Regions from separate parts of the Mus musculus genome. Here regions 1, 2, 3, 5, 6 and 7 are each linked to region 4. The links are chromatin contacts, called in public HiCAR-type, capture Hi-C and promoter capture Hi-C maps. All regions are on one chromosome and are shown on one strand. Each heading gives the region's core, a stretch centred on a gene start, on an enhancer-like site or on the middle of the called end of the contact. The rest is flanking DNA. Distances are from core to core; before and after follow the strand shown. Region 1 holds the start of Fabp5 (fatty acid binding protein 5, epidermal). Region 2 holds the start of Zfhx4 (zinc finger homeodomain 4). Region 3 holds the start of Impa1 (inositol (myo)-1(or 4)-monophosphatase 1). Region 4 holds the start of Zc2hc1a (zinc finger, C2HC-type containing 1A). Region 5 holds the start of Snx16 (sorting nexin 16). Region 6 holds the start of Zfand1 (zinc finger, AN1-type domain 1). Region 7 holds the start of Pag1 (phosphoprotein associated with glycosphingolipid microdomains 1).

Region 1 (4,053 bases), core at 1,385-3,884, 2.5 Mb before region 4:
AGTACAGACATTGTTAATGCAATTTAATCTGTAAATCTAGAAGCTTCTGTCGCTTCACAGTATGTTGTAGCTGACCTCAGTTTTTCTGCCATCAGCTGTCGTTTCATCAAACTTCTCTCCCAGGTTACAAGAGAACACAGTCGTCTTCACTGTGCTCTCGGTTTTGACCGTGATGTTGTTGCCATCACACGTAATGATACAGTCTGGCTTGGCCATGGCAGCCATCTTCCTAAGAGCCAGTCCTACTCCTGTGGGATGGAAAATGACATAATTTGTACAATATAAGCAAGGATTCATTCCTTATCATCCCACTGGCCAGCCTCTTGTCACTCACTCACTCACTCACCGACCTGCATAGCTAGCATGTTGCTCCCATTACACATGTAAGCCTCGTGGTCATCCTGAGCTGGGGATGGGCAGGGGTGATGTCTCCACTGGACAGATGAGAGCCCGGCTTTAGCCAGAAGTGGCAGAACTCGAGGCAAGTCCCGCTCACAACAAGACTCTAATCTCAGCTACTAGCCACTGAGCTACTGGCCCTCAGAAAGTCAGGCAAGACTTTACTCCCTAACCTTAAATGACAGGACTGGCATGGTGGCACACACATGTAATTCCAGCAGCATTCCAGACATGGAGGTAAGAGGGTCAACAGTTCAAAGTCAGCCTAAGCTGCAGAGAGACCGTGTTCTCAAAACAACAATGTAAGTAAAAAAAAAAAAAAAAAAAAAACAAACAAACAAACAAAAAAAAAACAGTTGGTAGATGCTTTAAAATAAGCTTTCAATGCAAACAGCACAGTATTTTAAGTGAGTGGCATGCCTCTGGTGTCAATAAGTAGAGGGAAAACACACCCAGGGAAAGAACAAACATTTCAAAGCTGTGTGACCATGTGAGCTTCCATGGTAAGGCTTGTTCTGTATGTTAGGAACCTGACGTGCTGCTATCTGGAAACACTGTACGATTTGAGTATCTGGTTGACTTTTATGCTGTGTGGTTTGTTTATTCACAGTATGGAGTTCCACATTTCTGGGTTATGCAGTGGTTTATGTCCGTGTCCTTGATGGTAACACTCATAAGGAACCTGGGATACTTTCACAAGAAAGGAGACACTCGTCCAAGCAGGATGCTCAGCCAGGCTCCCGTGTCCCTGTGAGTCTTCTGCTGTGCTCCCCTCTACATTGCCCAGAACCTATGGGTAAGGCCTATAACCTTCCTAAGGCCACAATCTGGAGAACTAGCCACTCACAGCATAAACACCAGCTGCTTTCAAACAGTGCTCTCTACTGGCTCTCACTCACACCTGTGCGGCTTTCCACTGTGGACAAGGAAAGACACAAACCCCTAATGCATCCACATTCTGACAATAGCGTTAGCACAAACAGGATTCATCAGGAGCCAGACTTAGCCCCATAGTGTGCTGAATGTTTAAAAGAATTAAGGCTGGTTCTTAACCAGGGAGGAATACTGTGAACAGCAGCGCCTGAAGCTGCCTCCTCCTACCAGCAGTACCTCTTCCGAGAGAGTACCTTTCCGTTAACCCCATCCCACTTCCTAGCATCTGTGACAAGTGTCGATTTCGTTGTCTGTTCTGTGTTTACCAATGCATCCCTATCTTAAGAGTAGGCAAAACTGGCAACAGACAACGAGGCACTATTTCCAGTGAGGGTGAATTTGAACCTTGCCCACTCTCTGGTTAGGCTTTAAGGAGCAAGTGCTTGCTGCAAAGCCACACCCATCTTGTAGCAGTTGGCAGCCACGGCCCAGCAACAGCAGTTTCTGATTATAGTTTTCCAGCCAGGCCCAAGTCTCCTTGCTCCTCACCCTCCAGAATCAAGAGAAAGAAGTAGAACAGAACGGTCGCAAGACAACAACCATGCACAATGGATGTCTCCGCACTTCGCCCACATGCCACCAGCTGTCGACCGTGCAGCGCCGCGGGCGCCACGCCTAGCCAGTGCGGCGAGGAGAGGACCTGAGACGTGCTGCAGAGAAAGGGATATAAGCAGCATCATTCATAGCCTCTAAAGAGCTTCTGCAGAAACCACGCCCTACCACGCGGTGTCCTCTCTGAGGCGGAGATGGGGTGGAGGGGACTGGCGCCATCGAGGAACAAAAGATGGGGCAAAGGGAAAAGGAGAGTGAGTGCTGCCACGCCAGGGGAGGATGATGGGGCAGGACGGTGGCACAGGTGAGGATAGGAAGAGAAGTGGGGATAACATTAAGAGGCAACTGAGGGGCTGTTTGTAGGGGGCTCACAGCAGTACCGCTGGCACGCACCTGTGAAGGGCCGGAAGCAATGAGGGGCTGCTTCGGGGGCAAGAAGCAGAAAAGGGGAGAAGCGGGGTGACCCACCACGTGCGGAGCCGGCGACAAAGGCGGGCACTCCATCCTAACTGCCGCAAGGTGCTCCCTGCAGCTCCCCCGATCGCATGGTGGAAGGGAACCAACACATCCCCACAAGGATGAGGAGCCAGGGAGGGGTTCGGCGATAAAATCTCACCTAGCTCTTTCATGTACTCCTCAAAGCCGTGGCTTTCCATCAGGCGCCACTTCCCTTCGAGATCCTTAAGACTGGCCATGGTGGGAGGGAGAGCACAAAAGCAGCAGAGACGCGGTGGCGAGGGCGCTGTTCCGCTCCTGGCGCCATCTGCGCTTATATCGTCCTTGGTGTGGGGGTGGTGTCGGGCAGCCAATAGGAGGCGCGCCTCAGCCTGGTACCGCCCCTCGCCACGCCCGGACTTGTGCGCCTTGGGCTGTGCTGGGGGGTCTGAAGGTGCCACCCTGGCCTGGCTGCGCCGGACTGGGACGTCACGTTTCCCGCAGCTCCTGCAAGCTGCGACTCGTCTGGCGCGCCCTGTGCCTCCCTTAGTGACAGCTGCGGCACAGTCCCGTGGGCCCAGGGATCACCCCCACCCCCACCCGCGCCATCTGAGGACAGCCTGCGCGCCGTGGTCCCACTGTCCTGCCGCCTCCATTTGCTTTTGATAAGTACCTGGGAGGAACAAATTAGCCATCGCTTGGCGCTATAGGAATTGAATGGCTGATTACTGAATTAATAAACTGCAATCTCCTTAGCCCTACATCCTACTCCCTCATGAAAGAACCTTCTGACCCCACCCTCCCGCCTCCTGGGGCCTCACTGGGGCCTCTTGGTTGTCTGTCTGTGCATGCTAGACAATCCTGGCAGCAGTCTCTAAGGGAGATTACAATGCTCTACAAGTTTGTTTTCTCCACTACACTAGCAAGTTTCAGCTTAGGTAACTGTCACTTCCTGAAAAATCTTACTAGCTTCTATTCCCCGATCAGGGATCAAAACTTTTACTTCCCTCCATCCTTTGAGGGTGGCTGGCCCAGCTATGAATTAGTAAATTGCCTAGAATATACTGACTATAAAAAAAAAATTATCACTTTGATATGCACTGAAGTCCCACAAAACATAAGGCTCCAAGGACAATCCGCTGACAGTTAGATGCCATCGCCAGTCACAGAATCTGAGTGTGTGGGGAGGGGAGGCAGGGAGAGATACAGGGAGACAAAGGGAGCACATTTTATGAGACAGTGAGAAGAGGAATTGAGTAAAGGTTATGGAGCGGTCATGTAGCCCAGGCTAGCCTCTAACTCCATATGCAGCTAGTAGCTCCTGACCATCACTCTCCAGCTACCACATGCTGACATTACAGGTGTGGCCAACACCCTTGCGGAAGTTGTCATTACACAGTTACTGATCCTCACTTTCAGTGTCATTTTTAGTAAGCCACCTGTGATAGTCCATGCTTTGTTAGGATTCAGGTTTGTATTAGATAATTTGCCCAACCACAGGCCAATGTAAATGTCCTAAGTCTGTTTGAGGGCAGCTGAGCCATAATTTTTTACTAGGTTGGATATATACAATAACTCTAAGTGAATTTACTGCAGTCACGCTGCCCTGCAGCTGAGGAAGTGAACCCAGGATGGAAGACTCCTTCAGATCCACAGCACCCACACAAAAGCTGCTGCTGTGTCTGCACCTAGAACTGCAGCTCCCTGGTACAGCCCACCCGGCATTGGCAAGCT
Region 2 (3,794 bases), core at 82-2,581, 2.3 Mb after region 4:
TCCAGCCGCGGGTGTCCTCTTAGTGTGGCGATCAATCCCCAAACCCCGGGGCGAGCTGCCTCCACTCCCAGGTCTGCGGACATAGGCCGGGAGATCCCGCCTCCTAACGGACCTACCAGGTCCGCAGCGCCCGTGCAGCCAAGAGCCGCCAGGGCCTGCCGCTGCCGGCCGCGCTCCGCAGACCGGTGTCTACCTGCAGCCAAGCCCCGCGCTCGCCCATCCTCCCGGGCCCGGCGCCTCGCGCGCACCAGCCCTGGCCTGCCACAGCCCCGCGCAGTGAGTGCCCTTCGGGAACTTGAGAAAGGGTGGAGAAGGGAAAAGGAAGATGAAAAGGAAACCGAGAAGAGTACAGGGGAGGATCAAGGGAGAGGAGAGGAGAGGGGGGCTGCGAGCCCCACCGACCACTGTCCAAACTTTCGGAGAATGTGTGCAGAGGAAACATCATCTCGATGGGGTGCAGGGACGCGGAGCGAGCGAGGACCCCAGATAATGTCCGAGCCGCTGCCGAAATGACAGCTTCGCCGGATCACCAGAGTGTCTCCGGCTCCCGAGGAAAGCAGAACCCGAAAAGACTGAGAAAAAGACAGAAAACTGCTCGGCCGAAAGTCACTTAATACAAAAGTTAAATCTTGAAAAGCATGCCTCCCCCCCACCTCCAGCCCCAATCCCCCCTCCGCCTGTGCCTTCTCCCTCCCTCAGCAGAGCAAATCTTTGAGCCAAAAAAAAAACGGGGGAAAGAGATGGAAAAGGGGGGCAGAGCGGAAGAGGTGGTCGGGATGAGGGTACGTGTGCTAGGGCGAGCGGTAGCAAGCGATCTAGGGGTAGAGAGGCGGAGAGGGAGAGGGAGAGAGAGTGAGCGAAATATCAAAGATTGTGCAAGATCAGGCTGGAAAGATAATCGATACTCGACCTAAATTTAACACAAACTACTCAATAAAAGTTAAAGAAAAAACTTACTTTCCATTTCCCTGCAGTTCCTACTCGATCTTCGCCTCTTTTTTGTTTTGCTTTTATTTTACGTACAGCTGATCACATCCAAGTAAAACGAGAGGGTTCATTAAAAAGAATAAAAAATAAAAAAATAATCCTCGAACTTTATTGGGTGAAAATAAAAACGCTGGAGCAAAAAGTGGGGAGCACGGAGCGGTCCTCGGGGTTCCGGGAGGAGTTAAAGCATGTGCCGACCGCGGTCTCGCTGTTTGCTTGTGAAGGGGTTGGGAAAAGGAGGAAAGGAAATGAAAATCCGATATGTCTTTATTCTGCTAATTATTATCGTTTTAGCCCTGTTTAAAAAAAATGGCTGATTAAGTTGAGTGCGCATGTCTTTGTGTGTCTATTCCCGATATGCACTCTGGGAATGAGAGAGGAGAGCGAGGGAGAGGGGGAGGGAGGGGGGAGAGGTGTAATTAGTGAGGTGATCAACATTCCCCAGACTGCAAATGACGCGCAGCCAGGACTCAAAGCAGCCTGGGAGCCTCGCGACTTCCAGGGCTCCTAGCGTTGCGGCTGGAGCCCTGGACGAGGCGACTAAGGAGACGGAGGATGGGGACCTCCGGGGCTCGCACCCCATGCGCCCCTGCGCACAACTCTCAAACTTCATTAGACACACACGAACACACTCTCACACAGAGACAGCAAAGAGAAGAATATAAAAGCACAACTCATTCCTAAGAAATGCCTTTTTAGAGTTCTAGATTAAAAAAAAAAAAAACAAAAACAAAAACAAAAAAAAAAAAAACCCAGGCAAAATAATTACTCTCACACCAAAGATATGTTTACCAGGGAGCTTTAAGGAGAAATACAAGTCAAGGTAATTAAGAGCTTTTCTCTGGGTTGGTTTATTCTACTACGCACTCAGAAGTACTTTAACAGCTAAATACTAAGGCCTGAGCAAATATGCAGATGTATGTAAATAAAGAGTGCCAGTCAGTGTGAGCAAACAACACCCAGTTCAACCTCTTTCAAAGGAGAGATTTCTCTCTGGATCCTCAGGCATTCTATTTAAAACTATATCTTGCACTTGCATTTACGCTAGAGAAAACCTACAAGGGAGGTGGAAGTGGTTAGTTTAGTCAAAGTAAACTTCCAAATGAGAGTAAGTTCGGGTTGTAAGAGTGATACTAGGGTACAGCCTAGATTTTATGTAATATTCTTGAATATTTTATCAGAATCGCATAAGTTGAATGTAATGGTTTAAAAGGACTTATGGAAGAAAAGCTTTCATCTTTCTAGACTGTTCAGTTATCTTTCTGGAAGCACATTATGATGAATTTTAAAACCCCAATACAGATCTCATTAGAGTGAAATATATTTGGTATTTTCTGGTGCAAAATTTAAGGTGCCTGATTCTCATTTGAAAATCTAATTATCTCTTTCCAATATTACAGATGTGAATATGAGTGACACTTTCATTAAAAGATAATTAACTAACACTCGGAATAGACATACTTTTAAATACCCCCTACTGAATGTGGGATATATATATATATATATATATATATATATATATATATATATATAATATATCTGTATATATATATATATGAATTGCATCTTGATACACTACTACACAAGAGGTCATAAGTAGACACCATCTATGTAATATTTTAAAACCTGGAATCATATAATGAAAATAAGAGTAACCAATCAAATGAGCTGCAAACAGGAAACACCAGTGCTGCCCAGCTTCCTGAGCAGGTGAGGCACCAGCCACTTCTGAGCTGACAGGCCTTTGAAGTTTTGGATTGCCAGGATCTGCTTCAAAACCTTGTTTTAGTCCTTAAAAACCAAAGGTACCAAACAAGGTTTATAGCAACAGCAAGATTTGTAGCACATCACTGAGAGTTCAGAGACAGTAAATATGTCTTCCTGGGTCTAATACCCTTGTCCTATCAGTGTATACGCCTTACATCCTAGGACAAATGCAAATAGAACAAAACATCTGTGTGGATAAAATTATACTCCTCCCTGCAAGATCAGACCTAGGCCCATATCTGAAAAGCTGCTTGCATTCAGCAACTAGCTAACTTTACAATGAAAATTCAAAGCAGAGAATAAAACCTAGATGTGGTCTTTGGTAAGAGGAAAAGGCAATGCCATCTTAGAAATCTGGAGTGGCTACATGAAGCCGTGTTTTAGAAACCAAAGCCACTAAATGGCAACAGAAAAGCAAATTCTGTCTCAAGAGACTCCTATTTCCAACATCTTTGGGAAGAAATCTGTTCACAGTGAAAGAGTTTCTAAGATTTTAAAGTTATTTTGTTTATAGTCGCCCTACCTTCACACAGCAACTTCACCAGGAACCCTCCCATTGCACCTTAGTAGGGTTAAGAAACATGTTGCACACTGGGGGCGGGGGCGGGGGCGGGGGGGGCTGGGGGGGGGAGAGGATGTTTACAGAAAAACACCCTAGATAAAGCCATAATAATAACAAACTATCTGAGGTGTCTGCCTGGAGAAAAGGGGTGGACTTTTCACGAGACTAAGGGGAAATGAAAGCAGGGGAAACTTTCAAGTTGAAATCAGCAAAAATCAAGCCTTTTGCTGGAAAGAGCTCAGTGTACAAGCTTGCTGATGGAAAAACCATTTCCTGCTATTGCAGGCAGGCAAATGCAGGTGATGAAGAAAACACCTGAGAGTAATAAGTCTGTTTCAGGTTCAGGTGAAGAAAGGGTCTACTTCTGCCATGGTGGACAAGGAAAATGATCATTGCATCCACAAATTCTTTATTTCTTTTGCTGCTTTACCCTCCCTGAAACGTTATCAATAATATTAATGTCATTAATATCAAACCC
Region 3 (4,212 bases), core at 229-2,728, 2.8 Mb before region 4:
TGGCTTTCAGCAGGCACTTGGCAGGAGAATGGATTGTGCTGAGTTACCTGACTGTAGCAAGGAAGAAGCAGCAGAGGCTGCAATGAGCCCCATGGAGTCCTGCTCATCTGATGGAGGAAGCTAGCGATCATTTAATGTAAAGACATCTGATACCTGGTCCCTCATCTGTCCTGCTTTGCAATGTCAGGGGAGGCTCTTTCACTCATACAGCATGCATTTGATAAGATTTTTATTTTCAAACAACTGATAATAGAGGACCCCAAAACCAAGCTCTTGAAGGTCTTTTGTGGAAGAGCAAAAAACCATGAGTATGTGATAGACACCCACATCAGTGTCTTAAGGCAGCAGGCTTCAGAAGAGTAGACTCATTTTGTCTTTGTGGGTTTATCAATCCGATTTGCTGTCCCTGCCACTCATCTCTGAGACATGTTACATGTTGTTGATAATTTCTTGTTTTGATTCCTGAGAACCAATCACTTCACAAGTAATTATGCCAGGGCATTGTGGTCATCTTGTGGGTAGGTCATCTGGATAGAGTTCCACTTAAAAGTAACATACTTACCATGGTACTGTTCCACGTGAGGAAACATTTTAAGAACCATAAACTAGCCTTTGTTGGTCATCCAGAGCAAGTGGTTGAGCCATGAAGATTCTCTGCGGATTTTGGAGTCAGGGTGCTATGCTCTTGTTGTGTGAGTTTGGGACAAATCCCCTGACTTCTCCAAGCTTTGTTTTCCTCATCTGTATTGTGCAGGGACTCTTCATGAAACCGTTCTAACACTTATGTTTAAGCACGTAAGAGCACAAGTGCTGTCTGGTGTGGTGGCAGGTGCCTGTAGCCCGAAAGTGGAGGCAGGATGCTCAAAGACTTCAGAAGCCAACCTATGCTACATAATGGAACACTGCTAAAAATCGACGCCTTTGAAAGCGGCTCAAAGACAGGGTGCTTGTATAGTATTTACAAAGCCTATGGTCCTTAGTATTGAGGGCTGCAGGTGCGGAGAGCAACTGCCTGCCGCCGTCAAGTCCACAACAAACAACCTGTATCTAAGTGAATTATGGAGAAGAGAGTTGGTGCAAAAAATAAAAATAAAAATCTCCTTTAGGCTTACAGGTTTAACAAATGAGAGTGCCCAATGACAGTCACAACTCCAATTTAGCTGTAGCCGAAGAGCAGAATGGGAAATGGGAAAATATAAACTAATAAAGAAATTTAACTAATATAATTTATATATAATTTAATATATAATATATAATATATTATATATATTTAATTTCACTAATATATAACATATATGATATAAACTAATAAAAAAATAAACTAATAAAGACAAAAGTGGAGATTTGAAAACGGGATTCTTAGAGAAGAAAGGGTATGCAGGAGAATGCCAGAACACGGTAACTTCAACCGGACCAGCCCTTACAAAGGCAAATTCGGCCCGGCTTACACCTCCAGTCTGAGCGAAGACGTGAAGGCGGGGTTTTAATGGGGCGGGACTTCCTGTCGGAGCAATCCCCGTTACCTCCGGAAGAGCCGAAGAACCGAGCCCTCGGACGCCGGCGGTTGAGCATCGATCGCGGTGCGCTCGCGCGAGGTGAGTCGGTTCTGTCCCTGGCTTCCGTGCAGCGTTATTCGGTGGCCGAGGCGGGGGGTTGTGCGGGCTGCAGACAAGCTCTCCCCATGCTGGGCCGGGGCGCCTGCCGGGCCCTCCTCCCGGCGGTGCTCTCCGTAGCGCTCCGGAAACAGCCGAGCGGGTTCGCCAGGCGGTCCTCGATCTCTGAGGTTCTGTGTCGCAGAATGAGCCCGGCTCTGCCCAAGCCCTCAGGGCTCTACACGGCAAGTTCCCTGGCTCACGAATTTACAGGATTAGGGGTGAACAAGACCAGGTCCGGTGATGTCCTGCGTCGGGAGCGGGGCCTGTATAGGATAGAAACAATTTTAAGTCTGTATGATTTTGTTCCCAAAGTGAGGGTGATAGAATATGACCCCCGTGAAAACAAGTCTTGAAGCAAAGGTCTTTGAAATAAAAGGGTTTATTGAGCCATTAATATATATCAGCTAGGAAATGGACCAAGACTTGGGGCACATTTTGTAAACTACCAGCAACAAAGCTAAAAAAGTGCCTCTGATGAGCTAACGCTATAATTGAATTTCAAGGCACAGGCTTTTAAAGTCTCTATTCTTGCCCCCCACCATGCTCCACAAAGCCAGAACAAACCCCAGAGAACTGTTACCTAATTAACTTCCCTTGTGTCTTCCCTCTTCTGGACCTCTACATTTTAGGGCACCTCAGAAATTTTTATTTATCAGCCTCCTTTCCTCAAGGAATATTAGAACTGATTAAGAAGATGTAGCATGCATTATAAATGACCAAATGTTGCATAGCAACAGCAGTTTTTCTGCAACTGTCTATTGCTTGATATCTGTTGGGTTGAAGATTCGATGGATGGCTTTTGAAACAGTCCTGGGGAGTCAGGAGGTGTTCTGTTCATGTTGTCACAAGGTAAAGTGTGAGTGGCTTGAGGAAGCAAGTGGTGAGGAGGCAAGCCCAGCCCAAGAATGTCCAGTTGTGACAGAATAGAAGAGAGCAGTAAGAACAAGTGTGACCAAGTTTGGAAAGCATTCTTGAAGAGCTGTAAGGAGTTTATTCTATAACTCAAAGCGCCTTTTATATGCTTGCTTGGACGCTTGGATCACAGGAAAAGGCGCTTAGGCGTGAGGGCAAATGTCTGTAATCCCACCAGCATTCTGAAGACTAAGCGAGGATGCTCAAAGCTTGAAGCCCACCTTATATCAATAAGAAGGAAGGTGAAGCCGTAGCCAGCAGCATCTGGTTGTGTCTGTCTGCTCTGTGTCCCTGCGCTTCTCCGTGTACCTGACGCTCTTACAGGGGAAGCACAGGGTGTGACTTGTCCTGGGAAGCAGGCAGAGCGGCCACCTTTCCTGGGCATGAGCACTTCCATGCTTCCCTGGGCTAGGGGCCCACGTTAGTGTTAGTGCGGTCAAGCCTGGGGTGAGTCTGGAGAGGTCAGCAGAAAGCTGTCAAGTCACTTGCTCACATTTCCCCTGCCTGAAGTCTAGGAGGCAAATGGCACCTTTGCTTTTAGACATAGAGTTTTCTTCTCTCAAACGTGGTAAGGGAAAGCAGGGAACTTTCCCATCAGAATTGAGCATACGTTCTGTAAAATCTGCTCATATAATACGGGGCAAAGTACTTGTAATCTGTGAACCTTAAAACTTCACCTTTACCTTATTTAATTCCATGTGCAAAGCACTGAACTCCCTGGAGTTGAGTTAATACAGGCAGCCTTTGTTCCTTGGTCTTTAAAAGTGCTTTGATTCCAGCCTTCCCATGTTCTTTACCTTGCTCCCCACCCACTCCTACACCTACCCGTTAGACCATGTCTTGACCTCATCTGAGCTTGACCTAAGCTTCAGGGGCATCCCCACGCTACCCCCACCCCCACACTATGATATGGTATAGCTACAACCCAAAATGTGATATTGTGTGGTCACTTGGGAGACAGCTTCATAGAACATTGTTTGCTATGATAATAACTCGTTGGTAATCGCAGTACTTGGAAAGTACAGACGGGGTCAGGAGTTCAAGGTCATCCTTCGCTTTGAGACTAGCCTGGGCTATGAGACTAGCCTGGGCTATGAGTCTAGCCTGGGCTATGAGACACTGACTCAAAGCAACACTAGTAACAAAAAAGTCTTACTACGAGGTGAAATATATAATATTTCAAAATGATTTTTTACTGGGACTATATGTGGGGAAAAATTGAACTATCAACCAGGGAAAGGGTGGATCAAAATCAAACCGTTGCTAATTGAGATGCTTGTGTAAGTGAGTGTCTGCATGATTCGTAACTGTTTTGTGCTGATCTCTGTTGGCTGTGTTTAGATAATGGCAGACCCTTGGCAGGAGTGCATGGACTATGCAGTAATCCTCGCGAGGCAAGCTGGAGAGGTATGAACTACAGTCTGGGTGCTGAAGGGGGCCGTAGTGTGTGGTGTAGATATTACAGAGCAGTTTTGGTCAACAAAGCATGCTTTGAGTAATCTACATGTGCAGTTTAATTAAACTGTAAATACAGTGAAAATGGCTGATTTCCTGTGTGCATGTGTGCGCGTGTGAGGCTGGGGGTGGAGCCTAGGCCTGGGCTAATCTGAGGAACCATGGGCATGGCGCTTCTAGCTGGATGTTT
Region 4 (4,109 bases), core at 641-3,140:
TCCACTCAACAGAACACTTTGAGCTCTAACTATGCTGGATCACTTTTAGTTGCCAATATTTACCTGTTCTGCCAGACAGAAACAATGATTTCCTTATATTTCAACCTAATTTATTATAATTGAATGCATGAAATGATGGCATCTTAGTTTGTTCAGGAAAAGAAAAATCAAAGAGTTTAAGGGCCAGTACTGCTTAACATAAACCTGACTCATGAATCATGCTCATTGCATACTACATGAGGATCCTTATGTTCTACACACATACATACATACATACATACATACACACACACACAGAGTGTATATTATACTAGTATTCGATTATTTCTCCTAAATTTCTGATTTAGATAGCAAGAACTTTGACAATTTTTTATTCTTTGCATGCATAGATAAATAAGTGAAACATTGGATGAATATTTCTTTCACTGTAAATATTGATCAGTAAAAATCTGGGAAGTATTCTTAAACACTCTTCATGCAGTATGATAGCGTTGTAAAGTCTTCACACCTATGTTTCAACTCTATTCTCTATACAGTCCCTATACTAGTATAGTTGTAAATCACTAAAATGAGTTGCCTGTAGGGGTATCCAAAAATAGGAGATTTTTGAAAGGTATGCTGTCATTACAATTTCTCATTTCATGTTAATTTGAGTGGTACACCAAGCAAGACCTTCACAGCTAATCTGCAGCATAAATGATCTATTAGAATTCTTTATCACCTTCAAGATGTTTGGAGAAAGCTTAACTGCAAAATATCATTGTGAAATAAAATTCATAATCATATTATTATATTTTCTTTCTGGTACACTTAAATCACTGGGGAAGAGTTATCAGTTACCACTGTTAACTTCGTAACATGTCCTGAAATATTTGACTATCTATAATACAAGAAAATGAAGGGATCAAGTCCCCTATTCATTCCAAGTACAGTAAGTGGTGAAACAATTTTAAGAGAGAAAAAAAAACTATTTTAAGGCAGCAGGATCCAAATTTTCTGAAAGCTTGTATATCAGAAAGATCCCTAGTCTTTTTAAATCCTGAAACTGTTGTCACCACTGTTAAGATTTTTTTTTTCTTCCTTCCTTTGTTTTTTAAGTGAAATGTTGTCCTAGCGCGGGATTAAAATGGATGAAGAAAGGGAAAGAACTGGGAACAAAACAAAATCTGAAGCCATGGCTAAGGCACCAGGATAAAGTGAAGATAAGGAAGCAAAGCTGGCTTTTCCCTAGACCGTCCTCGTGAATAAACCATTAATGTTGAAGCTATTGTCCCTGCTGTAGAGCTCGCCAGGGACACTTCCTTGGGAGATGCTCCGGCATCTCTCCGAGCAAGGTGCGGTAGAAATGGAAGGAATGGACCTACGACTGTCCAAGGTGTGTGTCCAGAGCTCGCTGGAGGCAGGGCAGGTCCTGAGGGGTCAGCAAGAGCTGGCGACCCGGGCGTCGCGAACCTTAACCAAGAATACACTTTGCAAAGATAAGACTCGACCAGAGACACCTAGTGCCCACAGGAAACTCAGGGGTCCAGAAAGGACCCGACATGGTAGTTAGGCCTTGCAGAAGTGAGGACGCGGGGGCTCCAACCCCGCGGTGAAGTCGAGCACCGTGCCCGGCGGGCAGCCCGCGGCCACCGCTCCCGTAAGGGGCCGCCAGCTCCGCCCCGGGTGTCGGCGAGCGCGGGGACCTCGCTGCAGAGCCGGCCGGCCGGCCGCACTTGCCCCCAGACTCCAGGCCCCGGTCGCTCGGGCCCGCTGGAGCCCCGCGGTCGCATCCCCCTCGCGTCTCACCTTCCAGTCCGTCCATGACGCGCCGCCTCAGGCTCCGCAGGCAGCACCCGCCGCCGCCCAGTTCCTGCTGTAGCAACACGGCCGCACCTCCCACACTCTAACATCCCGGCCTCCTATTGGTCCGCGCGGGTGGGGGCGGGGTGACAGGGGCGGAGCTACTAAGGGCGGGGCTGCGCCTTCTGCCACCTCCCGAGGGACTCTCCTTCCACCAAGGTTTTTCCAACCACCCTCCCTGGAAACCGCAGCTACTTTTGTTGGCAATCCGAGATCCTTACACGCCTTTGTTCCACTTCAGCCACATTTAGGCTCACACCTTGTTTTCCAGCTTAGAATGCCTCCGCATCTCGGAGCTCCTCATCTCCAGTCAGTAAGAGAATGTCTTTTTAACAGGTCCCTCTGAGCTCTTGTAACAAGATAAGGGGGCCTTGGTCCAGCACCATCCCGTGTTCACTGCCCTTTTAAATCAAGCAACATCCTCTAGCCTTGTTCTTCAGACACAGCTCTATGGGCTAAGACATTGTTTCCTAGGTAAGTCATATTTTCTGTATGGGACTGTGGAACTGAGATTGCGCCAAACTTCTGAAACAGTTTTCTAACTATAAAAAGTTAGGCCCGAAATTAGAAATGAAACTTCCCCGTTGCACAATCTTTCCCTGGCCAGCACTATGCTTGCCCTCAACTGCAGTTCTGCATCTCATCAAGGCTGTACTGTACTGAGCGCTTTAAACTGGGAAGCTAACCTATCAAGGCACAAAGGTGTCTTTCTGTCAGAGTCAAAATGGAATCCAACCACTCAAACGGTTTTGCTTCACAGTCTAACACATTTTACCCTTACTAAAACTCTTCGAAAATTTTACTTAGCAAGAATAAACCAATCATATTGTTTACTGATTCTGGGGTGTCCATTACTAAGTTATCAATATATTTTGTTCGTAACAAGTCTTACACTGTTTTCTTGTTGAGCAGTTTAATTCAAAAGTTGTCTTAATTCTGTATACACTTAAATATGTCAGTAACTCTCTGATTTTGTTTAAACAAGCAAACGCCAAGAGGTCTTATCTGTGAGAAGACGCTCACAGTGGGTGTGAAGACCGTAGAGTCCGAGTCTGGTACAGAATAGTATAAGAAACTTCCATTCTGCAATTATCTCATGAGTCCTTTCCTTGTTCTGCTCTGGGCTTCCCTGACTTCTGAGTTTCTGGGACCTCCATGCAGGCAACCAACCTAGTTACCCTATATTGGTGTAGAGAGCCCCGCCACCACCAGTCCCCTGGCCATGCTTCTAAGACAAAATCAGATGAGGTTGAGGACAGCTTTCATAAGAATGCCCAAAAAAATAAAAAGAACACAAAAAGAATTATCAAAATAAAGAAGACATTTACTTTGCATATTGCAAGTTTAGACAAATATTAGGATGATGGACACAAGCCTTATTAGCCATAAAATCTACAGTAACATCAATAACAATAATAAAAATAGCAACAATAACAAAAGTACCTTAAGAGGCCCTGCCATCTAGAAGCCTTACAGGTGTGGCTGCTATATCACATGTCTGCCAGTAGATGGCAGAGAGGAGAGAAGCTATGTCTAGTTCAGTGTTCTGACCCATGAATAATTTACCTCACATTTCTGGAAAAAGGCCTGTCAGAAAAGCTACCAGTCTGGCATGAGGGGCCTGTCGGGGGCAGGGGTGGGGGGATGGGGAAGCATACAGTGTCCAGGGCTGAGATGACCATCAGAATGGTGCCATGGGGTCTGGGCAGAGAGGTATCCTGAGATGATTGCCAGTGGAGGGCTATGCAGGCCTAAGGGGATAGGCCATGCCTGACAGGACCCCTGACTAGCACCATAACGCATGAACAGGGCATTGTACTCCTGAGACAACCCCAGACATTCAGAGACCCTAGGTGCTAGTAAGAGGAGCAAGTAAGCGGTAGAGAATTGGAAGACAAAGAGAAACAGAAGGGTATGGGCACACGAGGAGAGGCAGAACTGGAGTGAGGAACATCCTGATGTGAGTAGCCTGTGATGTCATCTGGGACCATGGTGATGTAGTCCCGCATTGTTACAGAAGGCCATGTCTGGGTCCATAGCCATACAGTAACAGAACTCTGTTACCTCCAAAGGCAAAGTGAAGGATGCCCCTGTTCTGGGCTGCTGCCCAGAGAAAGGTTGATGTTTGAAGGCTGTACAGAACTGGCCCAATCCTTCACCAAAGCATCCTGTGATAGTGGGTCCTGGGATCATGAAAGCAGGAAAACTGGCCTTGCTCCTTATCTGCTGCAGCACTCAAAAGAGCAGTCCCTATACCTCACCTGAGC
Region 5 (3,908 bases), core at 120-2,619, 2.9 Mb before region 4:
CAGGCTGATAAAAGCTATGCATCTTGTCTAACGATACCTTGGGTGAGCTCAAATGCCCTCTTATTATACATACATAAAAGTACACAACACAAAAGTCAGAAAAATAATCTTATTCTGTAAGCTGTGTAAACAGTTCATTTCTATTGTGGACCACTGCATAGAGTGTAAACTAAAAGTCTATAAGTAGGAACCGGCCAGTATATATATAGATTATATTGTATATATAGATTATGTTGTAGCCCTTATCTGACAACACACAGAATGTTCTTCTTTGATTACTAAAAATGTCTAGTTATCTCCTGAAAGTAAAATCTAGCCATTTATCAATACCAGAAAATATGCGATATATACATATGTATATATGTATATGTTTGTATATATGTATATCCTGTTATGTTCCACTCAATAATCTGAAAAAAAATTACTCAAACAGTTCCAACAACCTTTACAAGATCTTCATCTTTCTTCAAACTATGCTACCTGTACACTCTTATTTCTTGAGCGCTTTTCTTTCCTTGGCCCCTGGAGCCCTATTAAGAAAACTATTCCAAGGTTCATTTTTCTTTGCCTTACTTTTTTCTTCCCTTTATTCAATTATATTAATTCAAGGACAAAAAGGGCAATTTCATCCTGAAAATATCTTTATGTTTTCAACGAATTCTGTTTATCTCATACTTATTTCTCCAATAAAAGCTACACCTATGTCAGAAATCACATTATCATTTTGGAATCACCACTCTCAATTTTCCCCTTCTAGGTATCGCTCCAAAGCCCTAGAAATCATTGAATGATCTTTAAATAAGACAACTCGATTGTACTGACAAATGGTTCTGTAAACTTTGATATATAATATTAAATAATAGTGTTGCTGAAACACTAAAGGTTTTCAAATTAGCAAATCTAAGCAGCCTAATACTGTTTTCACTTGGGCTAAATTCAGAAATTCAGGCATTCAGGAATCTTTACCATAGTCCTAAATTACAGGGACAAATACACAATAAAATAGTGTTCTATCTGCCTACTCTTCAAATCAGTTGTCAATCCATCAAAGAAATGCTAATTATGGAAAATGACTAACCTTCTAGACCTCCCCCCCCAACCAGTGATAACTACAAGTCCCATGATGCAAAGCTCTAGCCCGAACTTATGCTAGCCAAAGTGCCTTCTGGGAATTGAAGTCTTCTCTTCATCTACTTGGCAAACTAGATATTGTAGCCCCATTTCTCAGAAACTCCCTAGTAATAAAGCCTGTGGAAAAAAAACTGTCGATTCCCTGTGATAAAATTAGATTTGTTCGGGCCACTGCAGAGACAGGGACCAGCAATCCCAGTGTGGGCCTCCGGGGGCGGTGCCGTGCTGTGACGTCACTTCCTGGAGCGGCATACCTCCCCCTCCCACTCGAGGCCGTCCCTTCCCTCGGTTCGCGGGAACCTGGCTGGGTGGCTGTGCCCAGGCACCGAGCGGCTGCTCCGGGGCGGAGGGTCACGTGAGGAGTCCGAGTGCCCGGGCAGGACGCGACCCGCCGCAGTCCAACAGGAGCCGCCTTCCTTCCCCTGACGGCGTGGGGTCGCGGAGCGCGCCGAGGTAGGACGCGGGGACACCTGCCGCCTGGACGGCGGGCGGGCGCGCGGGAGGCTGCGGGGCGCGGGGGAGCCTGGACCCCGCCGCACCCCTGGGCGCGCCTGGCCCGGGAGGACTGCAGGTGCGGGAGCCCGGCCTGAGGGCTCGCGGCCCGCGCGGACCGCGTCGCCCTGCCAGCTTCCCCGGGCCTGCGTTCCGCCACCGTGCTGTCACCCTCCTCCCCAGGTAGCGCGGGAGCATCCTCCTGGGTACGAGGTCAGGCGCCCCCGAAGAAGGCGACACGCCCTCCCTCCGCCGCTCGGCGCTCCCGCGGGTGGAAGTCCCCGGGCGCACCCCGAGGCCGCCCTTGGCAGCCCGGGGCCTCAGGTGGCAGATGTCAGAGGCCAGCGCCGGAGCTACGAGAATCCTGCGCGGTTCTTCTGGGGAGGTGCGGGGTGGGGGTCAGGATTCACCCAAGGGGTGAGTCCGTAGCTCAAGTTTCTTGAATGTTCCACAATAAGGAAGGTTGCACTGGCCGCGTGAGGTTAGACACCCTGTTTAAACTTCCTACATCCAGAGGGGACAGCTTGCTAAGAGGACAGTAAATAAAGTTGGGCTGGTAGACCCCCTGTTGCTGTGTATAAATAGACCTGTCATTTCTCCTGGTCGCTACTTAACATTTCTGAGTTTATTACTTAACGTCGTAATGGTAAGTCATTACTTCTTTATTCTACAAAATTATTCAGACATACAATATAACCATCTTTTGGACCTTAGGTTATTGAGAATGAATAATCTAGAATCAAAAAGCAAAACTTTTAATGATTTAATTTGATTGACTGTAAACCTGATACCTTCCCCCCCCCTTTTTTTTCGTTAACTTTACCAAGTTTGCATTTGAAATATATTTGATGCTAAGTTTAAAAAAAAATGTTACTTTCAAGACAGTTGTTGCTGGCTTGGTAGTACAGGTGTGTATCCCAGCACCTATGGAGGCTGCAAGATCAAAAGTTCAAACCTACCTAGGCTACTTACTTAGCAAGTTCACAGGCAACAACCTTGTAAGACCCTGCCTAAAAATTAACATATTTTTTAAGGAAGAGGTTTAGAATGCATGCATAGCATTGCAAATCTCAATCAAAGTAAAAGAGCATTCCTTAGTAATAATCAAACTTCGGACTGACTATGATTAGCCTGTGTAAATCCTTGGGAGTTTCAGTAATTCTATAAAAAAGTAAAATGAATGACTTTTTTCCTTCTTCTGTTCCTATGTTGCATATAGTACAACCAGGACGACAAAACTTCTCCTTCTGCTTCCATTTTTTGAGTGGGAGTAGACAGGAAATATGTTTGAATGTATGTTAGGATTAAGTCCATTTAAAATGAATATTGCAAAAAATAAAGAAAAGTAGACCAAAGGGAAAAAAAAAGAAGAAATATGTATATCATAAGGGTCAAGAAAAGAGATGTAAAATAAGTTTGTTCTCCTAACCATGTAAACAAGAGTCCACAGAGGTAAATCAGATTACAGGATGATGTTACCCATGTCTTCATAGGTAATTGAGTGTCACAAATTAAGAGAAGCACTTTCTTTTCTATTGGTTTGAGTTCTAGGTTGAAGTCTAATTCTTCAATATGTCCTTCTCATTTTTAGATAGTGAATTCCTAAGAAGAAAGCAATGAACTGCATATTGGTTGTTCTTTAAGTGTTTGGACTCAAAGGTGTACAAGTTTGTTGCCAAGGCCAAAGAAGATGGCAACCCCGTATGTCCCAGTTCCAATGCCAATAGGAAACTCCGCTTCCAGCTTTACAAACAACAGAAATCAAAGGAGTTCTTCTTTTGGCAGTGTTTCCACAAGCTCAACCTCTTCCAAAGGCCAGTTAGAGGACTCAGCTGTGGGCAGTCTTAAGCAGACGAATGTCCAGGATCAGATGGACAGTGCATCATCAATGTGTGGTAGTCCTCTCATTAGGACTAAATTTACAGGGACAGATTCATCCATTGAGTATTCTGCTAGACCAAGAGAGGCTGAAGAGCAGCATCCTGAGGCAGTGAACTGGGAAGACAGACCTTCAACACCTACAATTCTAGGTTACGAGGTTATGGAAGAGCGGGCCAAATTCACTGTAAGTATTGGCTTCTGCTGCACACCAGTAAGAAGAAAAAGACTGGTTTACTGGTATGCGTGTGTGTGCTGGTTAAGGCAAGCCTGTACTGCAGATTCTTGACCACGTGGTCTTTGGGTCCAGTTGTTCTGGTGCTAGGCTTATGAGAGTTACCCGTGATCGTGCATAAAGTTAGGCAGCTCATTTTTATTGCTAGCAATACTTGTCTTTTGAGGTTCTT
Region 6 (4,213 bases), core at 183-2,682, 2.8 Mb before region 4:
CTGAAAAAGAAATGTTCTGATTGGATTGGTGGGATATATATTTGCCATCTATTTAGAACATTCAGTCACGGTAACATTCTAGAAAATCTACTGTTGCTTGACTGTACCAACATTAGTAAAACGTAAGTTGCTGAGCCTTAGATTCAAGAAATCGCAAGGGCTGGGAGTTAGCTCTCTGAAAAAACTGTTTGCTGCCCAAGCCTGTGGTGTCTGTTCGAATATCCAGAATGCACTGAAAAAGTATGGTGTGTGGCAATTGTATTCACTTTACTCTTCAGGAGAGCATTTGAGTACCCTTAAGTCACATGGGAGACTATTCAGGTCTGCAGCTGATTGTCACTCATCCACTCTGATTGTGTCCAGTGTCTTGTCAGTAGAAAGACATCCCTTCCTACCCCACCTACAAGGCAAGGCCTCCCCTTAGTTCTAATGAAGAGGCTCGTCAGACATCAAACAGCTCCCTTCATCCTATGACCTAGGAGCTTGCCTCTGCAGTGTGCTCTCCTAACCGAGGAGCGATGTACACTTTAGTTGCATGTATTTTTTTTTTTCCTTACTAGAATTTTAACAAATAATTAAAAGAAGCCTTTAAATTAAAAACAAAAGCCTAATGCTTTCATGGTGAGGGCATTTACTTCAAACTAAAACATCAAGACAATATAGTAATCAGTGTCCCGGTACCTCTCTTGATTGCTATAACATTTTTTTTTTTTGCTAGCATTCTTTTTTTTTTAATTAGGTATTTTCTTCAATTACATTTCCAATGCTATCCCAAAAGTCCCCCATGCCCTCCCCCCACTCTCCTACCCACCCACTCCCACTTCTTGGCCCTGGCGTTCCCCTGTACTGGGGCATATAAAGTTTGCAAGACCAAGGGGCCTCTCTTCCCAATGATGACCGACTAGGCCATCTTCTGCTACATATACATGAGCTCTGGGGGTACTGGTTAGTTCATATTGTTGTTCTACCTATAGGGTTGCAGACTCCTTTAGCTCCTTCTTGCCAGGTCTTTGTTGGCTCCTGGGAATACAGTTACTTAAGAAATCAAGAAATCTTCGTGAGGGAGTTCTCAATTTTGGAGACTCAATGTAGAGAACAGCGAGTGCAGTTTCCAAAAGAGGAGCTAGGTTTTTCTCAAATTTGAGCCCGAGAACCTCAGCTACAAGAATTGAGTTCTACTAAGTCTCTTCTCTTTCTGGAGAGTGCTGGAACCTCCAGGAAGCGCGCAAGTGTCTTCAAGGCCCCGCCTCTCCTGTGGGCCCCGCCCCGCATGCTCGCCTCGCCCCATCGCGGAGTCCCGCCCCACCCCACCGGGGGTCCCGCCCCCGAAAGCCCCGCCTTGCCCCACTACAGGCCCCACCCACCTCACAGGACGCCCCGCCCTCGGTCCTGCCCGCTCCGGACTGACGTTCCCAGCGCTGCCCCGCCCCCTGCCCTTGCGGCGGTGGAAAGATGGCGGAGTTGGACATTGGGCAGCACTGCCAGGTGCAGCACTGCCGGCAGCGAGGTGACGCTGGAAGCCCCATTTTCATCCGCGGGAGACCTGGGCCGGGTTCTGACGGCCGGGGCGGTGGCGGCGGGTGAGGGAGGACGCGGGGCGTGAGCGACCTTCCAGGGTGATACTGGTGGTGTCTTTGTTACTGTTCCTCGGTGTAGGGGCGAACTTTGTGGCTCCCTTGGTTTGCACGCAGATCCCGAATGCACACCTTGCAGACTCCTCGGGGTATCCAGATGGCCTTGCTCAAGAAGCCCTGGTCGGCGAAGCGACTTAGATCAGGACTCCAGTTCCCCTCGGTCCTTACCATTGCCACCGTGGAGCATCCACTTTCCCAGGCTTTTTCTTGATTGATTTTTTATTTTTTTGTCTGACAAATGCGTTGAAGAGCATCAGTTTTCAGCAGTGTGTTCGCAGGTTTTTAGACGTCTTGGTGTTTCTAATATTAACTTAAGCTATTAGTTGCAGATCAGTAAACCACATTTTAGGAAGGTTTAATAAATACTATGGTAATGGTAGACCTTGTCATAAACATAGGCCCTGGTGGTATGCGTCAAAGTTCAGGGTGTTTAGACTCCTATAGCCGGCAAGTCCTTAAAGCGTCAGGCTCACAGTCTGTTAGATCGCACTCCAAATGTGAGCAGAGGGTTTCCTCATGCTGCAGCTTCTGTTAGTTCCTAACAAGGTCTTGAATGCAGCTCTTGGGTTTGGCCTGGATTCCTGCAGTAGGTGATGCCTGCACTAAGCAAAGGCAAGACAGGACGTGTTGTTGTATATGTCCTTTACCATTCACTCAGCAGATCAATTTTGTTTTTGTTTTTTGGTTTTTTTTCCCCATGTAGTCCTTTCCTAGGGAAGCTTGGCTATTTGAATTTGACTGTTAAGTTATATACATCTTGTCAGGTTGATTTACTAGTATGTCTAAATATATCTACCATCTGTGATATAGCTCATCCTTTCCAGTTTCACATATCTGTAGTGTTATTAAGATGAGGCCTATCTCTTGGACTAGCAGAAAGGGGGTGCAGTTAAGTAGGGATATGTGATGCTAAGAAATTATTTTAATCATAACTCTTCCTCCTGGGCTACCTTGAATGGCATATAATACTTGCTTGAACCCTCTAAGTCTCAAAATAGCAAACACAACCAATTTTTCCCATTGAAAGTGACATAATGGGCCAGTGACAAAGTCTGTAATCCAAACCTCGGCGTGTGTCTCAGACAGGAGCATGGCTGTAGGCAGGACCCTCATTCAGAGGCACTAGCCAGGAGTAAGACAGACCCTGCCTCAAAATCACAGTGGGAAGAGAGAACTGATTCCCGAAAAGTTATCCTCCACCCTCCATTTGTGTCAAACAAGAAAACACAACACACACACACAATAATAAGAAAAATAAATCTAAAAAAGTATAAAAATTCTGCAGATTATGTGTTTGAGTTTACATATTGACACATATCTCTAATTTCTTGGCATGAAATTGAAGCTCACAGTATTATGATTCGTTTAATAACAATAGTGATAGCTCACTAGGCGCTTCTCATTCTAGGAAAACATTCGGGCCCTTAGTCTGCAAGCATGATTACCTAGGGGGACCCTCTTGGCATTTTGGATTAAGATACCCTACAAGGTATCTTTTCTGGACTATTAAAGTTCTCTGTAAAGGACTGAGCAGTACTGTCTGGTTGCCATTGTGAAAGCAGTGTGACTGGGTTTGTGTAGCTTATGTGGCCACTTGCTGGGATTCATATATGAGATAGATTGAAGTCAGTTAGAAAGTGACTGAGCCAGGTATGGGGGCTCATACTGTATTTCCAGCACTCTAGAGTCTGAAAAAGGGGGAATGAGGAGTTTAGAGGCCAGCCTTGGCCATATGAGACCTGTGTCAAACAGAAAATAAACACAAAAAAGTGATTGTTTTTAATAATTAGTTTCTATAACTGAGGATTGATACTTGTGTGAACTTTACAAAGTATATGTATATAGACAGCATTAGTATGAATTAACTAATAAGGAATTATAGATATAAGTGAGATTGATACATACACATATATCTATGTGAGAGAGAGAAACATATATACAGCATATACTACATGTATATCTGCGGCTTTATTATTAAGTAAACTACTTACTATTGCTAGATTGATGTTAAATGGTGTCAGAATTAAAACCCAGAATTTTGACACCAAATGCATACATTCTGCAGCACACTGTTCTAAAAAAAAAAAAAAAATACCTAGTAAATCTTGGAAACAAAACAATGGAGAAAAATACCACCATTGTTTTTTTGTTTTGTTTTGTTTTAACAAAGTTACTAAGTAACATCTACCTCCCATTGATTGAGCCACTTTCCTAGAGTTGGAGATTTGGTACTTTTTGGTTAATAATGATTACATAGTAATGATATACTGGGTCATTGGAAAGAAATTTTTTCTTAGAGTTGGCAGCAGATTTTTTTGCTTAAGAAAACTAAATCAAGCCAGGCAGTGGTGGTGCACGCCTTTGATCCCAGCACTTGGGAGGCAGAGGCAGGCAGATCTCGGAGTTCCAGGCCAGCCTGGTCTACAGAGTAAGTTCCAGGACAGACAGGATTACTCAGAAAAACTATGTCTCGAAAAACCAAAACAACAAACAAACAAACAAACAAAACTACATCAAAATCAGACACTAACCAGGACCTACTATATTTTCCTCTAATTTTAGATTTTCTTCCATTTGTG
Region 7 (4,086 bases), core at 1,443-3,942, 2.3 Mb before region 4:
GAAATGAGGATGGTAATTGCACTTGTCCCCAGAGAGTGTGAATGTTGCCCTTCTAAATCCCTGGCAATCTTGTGTAGGTAACTGCAGGATTCTGATGCTCTGGAAACCACTTTGTGCAGCCCTAATTCAAGAAGCTGCAAAGTGGGATGGAGACAAGAGACATACTTCTTCCTTAGAAAAAATGAAAGCCTTCCTAACTCAAAAAGTTCGCAATGTGTTTTTCTTCGTTAGGGTTTTACTGCTGTGACCAAGGCACCTTTTATAAGGACAACATTTAATTGGGGCTGACTCATGGGTTCAGAGGTTCAGTCCATTATCATCAAGGTGGGAACATGGCAGCATCCAGGCAGGCATGGCGCTGGAGGAGCTGAGAGTTCTACATCTTCATATGAAGGCTGCTAGCAGAATATTGGCTTCCAGGAAGTTAGAAGTAAGGTATTAAAGCCCACAACCACAGTGACACACCTATTCCAGCAAGGCCACACCTCCTAATAATGCCACCAACCTGGGCAGAGCATATTCAAACAATCACAGTCTCTCAAACTATGTGGAAAATATTGCAGAGTTTTCTTTATAAGATTCCAGTCATTTCCTGTTACCTGAAGCTTGCTCACACCGGAGCCAGAGCATGGCGTACCTGCTCAGTGGGCGTTCTCTTCTTGGTGCTTATTCTTTGACTTGATTGCTGTGTGTGTGACATATGTGCATATACATGATCATGTGTGTGCATGAGCACACATGGAGAGCCCAGAGTTTGATAGTGGGTGCTTTCCTCAATTGCTCTGCACCTCATTTTTGAGTCAGGATCTTTCACTGAACCTGGATGTCCCTGATTGAGCCTGGTCCCCAAGTCCCACTGATCGCTCCATCTCCACACCCCCAGATCTGAAATAGCAGATGTGGCTTCAACATCTGGCTTTGTAAGTGGTCCCTTTCTAGGGATCCCAATCCAGGTCCTCTTGTGTGTGCAGCAAGCACTGCATCAACTAAGCCCCACAGAATGCATTTTTTTAAGAGCAAAAAATAGATACAATAACTTCCTATATCTAATTTAGAAGATCATTGTGGGATTCAATGAGGTAAGTCATTGTGGTGGTTAATCTTGTCAGCTTTACAGGACTTGGTGTGTCTTAGGGAAAGGTGTTCCCAGAGAGGCTTATCTGAGGAGGGGAGGCTCTTGCTGCCCTTGGGCAGTGCCATAGCATGGACTGGGATATTGGAATAAAAAGGACTAAACACCTCTCATCCATCCCGACTGTCAATGCCGTGTGACCGACTTCCTCACGCTGCTGCCTTCTGCGCCATGGTAGACTGGACCCTCAAAGCATGGCTCGAACCAAAGCCTTCATTCCCTGAGTCGCTGCTGTTGCCAAACATTTTGTCACAGCAATGAGAAAAGTCACTAGTACAGCCTGGTGGTGAAATCCAGACCTTTATAAGTTCTCAAACCAACGAACCTCTCACCGTCCTCTAAATCCAGCCAAGTTGGATCCTGCATCCTTATTCTCAAAGTACCTTTCCAAGCTGAAGACTGAGTTTAATATCTCCTACACATCCTCCTCTGCAACGTATTAACATTCCTTTCTCCTTTACTCAACTCCCTATTCCCACCCCTTTGCTCCTAATGAGCCGTTTTTATCCAGCCAACTTCACACTACCTGAGTGAATGTGTGTATGTTTAATATCACTCGTGCCTGTTCTTCCCCATTAGAGAAAACAAATGAACTTGTCAGACAAATAACTGTTTGGTTTAGAGTTCAGTGGACTTGGCTCAGAAGTCCTGAGTGTCACATCTGGACTGGTTATTTGTTTCCACACTGTCTATCCCCATTTCCGGGTTGCTTGTTTAATAAGTTAAAATTCAAGGCCAACAAAACCCTTGTCAGATTTATCTGCAGCTTGTTCCAGGCAATATTCGAGTCCTCCCCACCCCACCCCACTCCCCCACACAATCTCCCCTCCCACTCCCTCCCCCAGTGCCCAGTGGGTGAACCCGAACCATAGTGGATACGCCTTGGAAATTCCAAGTTAAAAGCATTTTCACCTGATTCTCAGGCAGACCCACACGCCAGTAGCTGCTCTGGGGTCTCTGTCCTCGTAAGTGGCAAGGAAGAACAGGGTGTGGGAGGCTTGCAGCCCTGGAATAGTCTTGGACCCTATTGGAATAGGGATTCCCCATCCTCCAGACCTTCTGAATGTGCGTAGGCAAGTGTTGTATTACCATACAACCAGCACATTCTCTTGGGGAGCTTTGGGCAAGGCTATTTACAACCTACATACCTGGGCCCCACCTCTCAGAGTCTCCTGTGTTTACTTTGGAGTCCAGCCAGGACAAAGGGCTCCTACAAGCTCCTCAAGTTCTTACTCTGCATCAGATCAAAGTGAAAGGTGTCCTGCAAATTGCAGTCCTTGAAGGTTAAGCAACCATCTGGGTTAAACTTGACCTTTGCAGGCTGTCCTGGGACCCTAAGGCAGTTCCCCATAGACTGCTTCTTAAGGGACAATGGGCTAAGGAGACAACCTCAGTCACAGAGTTTTTGGTCACCAGCCCTGATTTTGCGAAGCTCCAGCTCCTTGCCCTGCAGCTGGCAGCCACATTAGCCTCGCAGCAACCCCCCCCCCGACCCCGCCCCACCCTTCTCGCTCCGCCCAACCCCGCCCGTTGGCACCGCCCCCGTGACGTGCCGCAGCAGTCGCGAACATGCGCACTGAGTCCCGCGCGCTGCTCCGCCTCGGCGCTGTCATTCTCCGCGGCGCGGCGGCCAGTGCGGACTGCGGTTCCCGCCCGGCGCGCGGGTGCTGTGACTGCTCCTCCGGGGCGGACTGGTGACTCTGCAGCGCTCTGGAGCCTCTCGTGCGGGGACTCCGTGGTGTCGCATTCCCTCAGAGAGGGAGACACGCACCCGGAGCTCCGAGCACAGCTCTCAAGGGCTGGCGGCCACGACGGCGTTTGCTCGGGTTCCCGGTGCAGTCCGAGTCTCTGCGGCCGCCCGGTGCGCCCGGGAGAGCGCACCTCCCCCGGCACGGCAGAACCGAGGCGACGAGGATCAGGAGGGTCCTGCGCCCGCTACCACTGCCCACCGCGGGCCAGCCCGGCTGCGAGCAGCGGAGTTGCAGCGCTTTTTAGAGCTCTGGAGCCCCAGAAGACCTCTGCGAACCAGTAAGTTGACTGTAGTTTCTGAAGTTTCGGGCAGCGTGGGAAGGACAGGTTCGTTTTATTCCTGTGGTTCCAGGCCGAGGTTTTACCTCCCGTTAGCGGGGCTGCGGCTGGAGGAAGGCGTACTGGACTGTAAAGGATGGGGCATGGCATTCGAAGACTCAAGGCTGGAGTCTAGGGCTGGCTCCTGCCTCTCCCGAATGTGCCAGCTGGAAATGTGCTAGGGGAGACAGGTGCTCCGAGGGCATTTGGCCCGCCGCTAAATTGCACATTCTGAGCTCCTTGATTTTGCGCCGCGTGGGGTCAGGGACGTCAGCCACCTCCATCCTAGGAAGCTCTGCCTACATCCCCTCCATCCCCTCGGAGGACTGGCACAGAGATGAGAAGCTGAGACATTGCTGCTCGGGCCTGCAGGCTTTCTGCACATCCCACTTCACTCTTCCCTTAGGCAGAAGTTGCCAACCTCCCATAATTGGAGCCTAGCCCTTTAGGGAAAAACAACTTATGTGTCAAATGAGTGTTTTGTGCTCCAAGGCATAGAAAATGAGAAAAGTGCTCTATGCGTTTTAATTCATATGCTTTAAGAATGTGGGCAAGTCTCAAAGAAACAGGATTCCGAGGATGGCTGAGTTGTCCTGCATCTCTTATGTAAGCCTCCTGGCTGGGTACCTTTGCATCTGCAGGGGCTGCATCTGGGCCTCTACTCACTCCATTTTTTTTTTCAAGTCCAGCTTGAGCCGTATTTAATAAAAACGTTGACATGATATAGTGGTTCGTAGTCAGAAACAGGGCAGTCTTTAAATTAGACTGTCTTCTCCTAATAGGGAGCATGGGAGGAAGAACTTGGTGTATTTTTTTCAAGGCAGTTCAAGGAATTAGATACATAAATCATGCTTTAAAATACCATACATTGTACAGAGAGCATGCAC

Evidence for each region. Promoter capture Hi-C pulls out the DNA fragments that hold promoters and counts their contacts. HiCAR-type assays count read pairs that join an accessible place to other places. Capture Hi-C pulls out chosen DNA fragments and counts their contacts.
Region 1: a promoter capture Hi-C map of pre-B cells shows a contact between it and region 4, with 6 times the contacts expected there. The contact joins the promoter of Fabp5 here to the promoter of Zc2hc1a in region 4. A contact is called at or near these places in 5 of 39 promoter capture datasets (the 3T3-L1 cell line, the C10 cell line, hippocampal neurons and 2 more).
Region 2: a contact with region 4 is called in a promoter capture Hi-C map of hippocampal neurons, with 8 times the contacts expected there. The contact joins the promoter of Zfhx4 here to the promoter of Zc2hc1a in region 4. A contact is called at or near these places in 3 of 39 promoter capture datasets (cranial neural crest, hippocampal neurons and liver), 2 of 484 Hi-C or Micro-C datasets (the G1E-ER4 cell line and cerebral cortex) and 2 of 115 datasets of contacts at active chromatin or transcription factors (the NIH/3T3 cell line and astrocytes).
Region 3: a contact with region 4 is called in a promoter capture Hi-C map of pre-B cells, with 7 times the contacts expected there. The contact joins the promoter of Impa1 here to the promoter of Zc2hc1a in region 4. A contact is called at or near these places in 8 of 39 promoter capture datasets (the 3T3-L1 cell line, 3T3-L1-derived adipocytes, hematopoietic stem and progenitor cells and 3 more) and 1 of 115 datasets of contacts at active chromatin or transcription factors (astrocytes).
Region 5: a contact with region 4 is called in a capture Hi-C map of macrophages, with 33 times the contacts expected there. The contact joins the promoter of Snx16 here to the promoter of Zc2hc1a in region 4. A contact is called at or near these places in 2 of 39 promoter capture datasets (liver and pre-B cells), 1 of 484 Hi-C or Micro-C datasets (LSK cells), 1 of 115 datasets of contacts at active chromatin or transcription factors (astrocytes) and 3 of 9 other capture datasets (adipose tissue, liver and macrophages).
Region 6: a contact with region 4 is called in a promoter capture Hi-C map of pre-B cells, with 13 times the contacts expected there. The contact joins the promoter of Zfand1 here to the promoter of Zc2hc1a in region 4. A contact is called at or near these places in 4 of 39 promoter capture datasets (the C10 cell line, hippocampal neurons, liver and 1 more), 1 of 484 Hi-C or Micro-C datasets (muscle stem cells), 1 of 115 datasets of contacts at active chromatin or transcription factors (astrocytes) and 2 of 9 other capture datasets (adipose tissue and liver).
Region 7: a HiCAR-type map of astrocytes shows a contact between it and region 4, with 9 times the contacts expected there. The contact joins the promoter of Pag1 here to the promoter of Zc2hc1a in region 4. A contact is called at or near these places in 1 of 39 promoter capture datasets (liver) and 1 of 115 datasets of contacts at active chromatin or transcription factors (astrocytes).

Annotation. Positions count from the first base shown.
Region 1 is chr3:10,011,166-10,015,218 of GRCm38.p6, reverse strand. Fabp5 (fatty acid binding protein 5, epidermal) reads right to left here and starts at 2,634. Exons shown (of 4, transcript NM_010634.3): 1 at 2,501-2,634; 2 at 76-248. The coding sequence starts at 2,579.
Region 2 is chr3:5,216,091-5,219,884 of GRCm38.p6, reverse strand. It overlaps Zfhx4 (zinc finger homeodomain 4), which reads right to left and starts at 1,331. Exons shown (of 11, transcript NM_030708.2): 1 at 958-1,331. The region is part of intron 1 of 2700069I18Rik (RIKEN cDNA 2700069I18 gene); the gene reads left to right.
Region 3 is chr3:10,328,705-10,332,916 of GRCm38.p6, reverse strand. It overlaps Impa1 (inositol (myo)-1(or 4)-monophosphatase 1), which reads left to right and starts at 1,478. Exons shown (of 9, transcript NM_018864.6): 1 at 1,478-1,595; 2 at 3,909-3,974. The coding sequence starts at 3,912. Slc10a5 (solute carrier family 10 (sodium/bile acid cotransporter family), member 5) reads left to right here. Exons shown (of 1, transcript NM_001010834.2): 1 at 1-1,183.
Region 4 is chr3:7,501,207-7,505,315 of GRCm38.p6, reverse strand. Zc2hc1a (zinc finger, C2HC-type containing 1A) reads right to left here and starts at 1,890. Exons shown (of 9, transcript NM_173181.3): 1 at 1,789-1,890. The coding sequence starts at 1,804. It also overlaps the pseudogene Gm23592.
Region 5 is chr3:10,437,591-10,441,498 of GRCm38.p6, reverse strand. Snx16 (sorting nexin 16) reads left to right here and starts at 1,369. Exons shown (of 8, transcript NM_029068.4): 1 at 1,369-1,584; 2 at 3,215-3,688. The coding sequence starts at 3,314.
Region 6 is chr3:10,348,536-10,352,748 of GRCm38.p6, reverse strand. Zfand1 (zinc finger, AN1-type domain 1) reads left to right here and starts at 1,432. Exons shown (of 8, transcript NM_025512.3): 1 at 1,432-1,507; 2 at 4,197-4,213. The coding sequence starts at 1,453.
Region 7 is chr3:9,832,285-9,836,370 of GRCm38.p6, reverse strand. Pag1 (phosphoprotein associated with glycosphingolipid microdomains 1) reads left to right here and starts at 2,692. Exons shown (of 9, transcript NM_001195031.1): 1 at 2,692-3,160.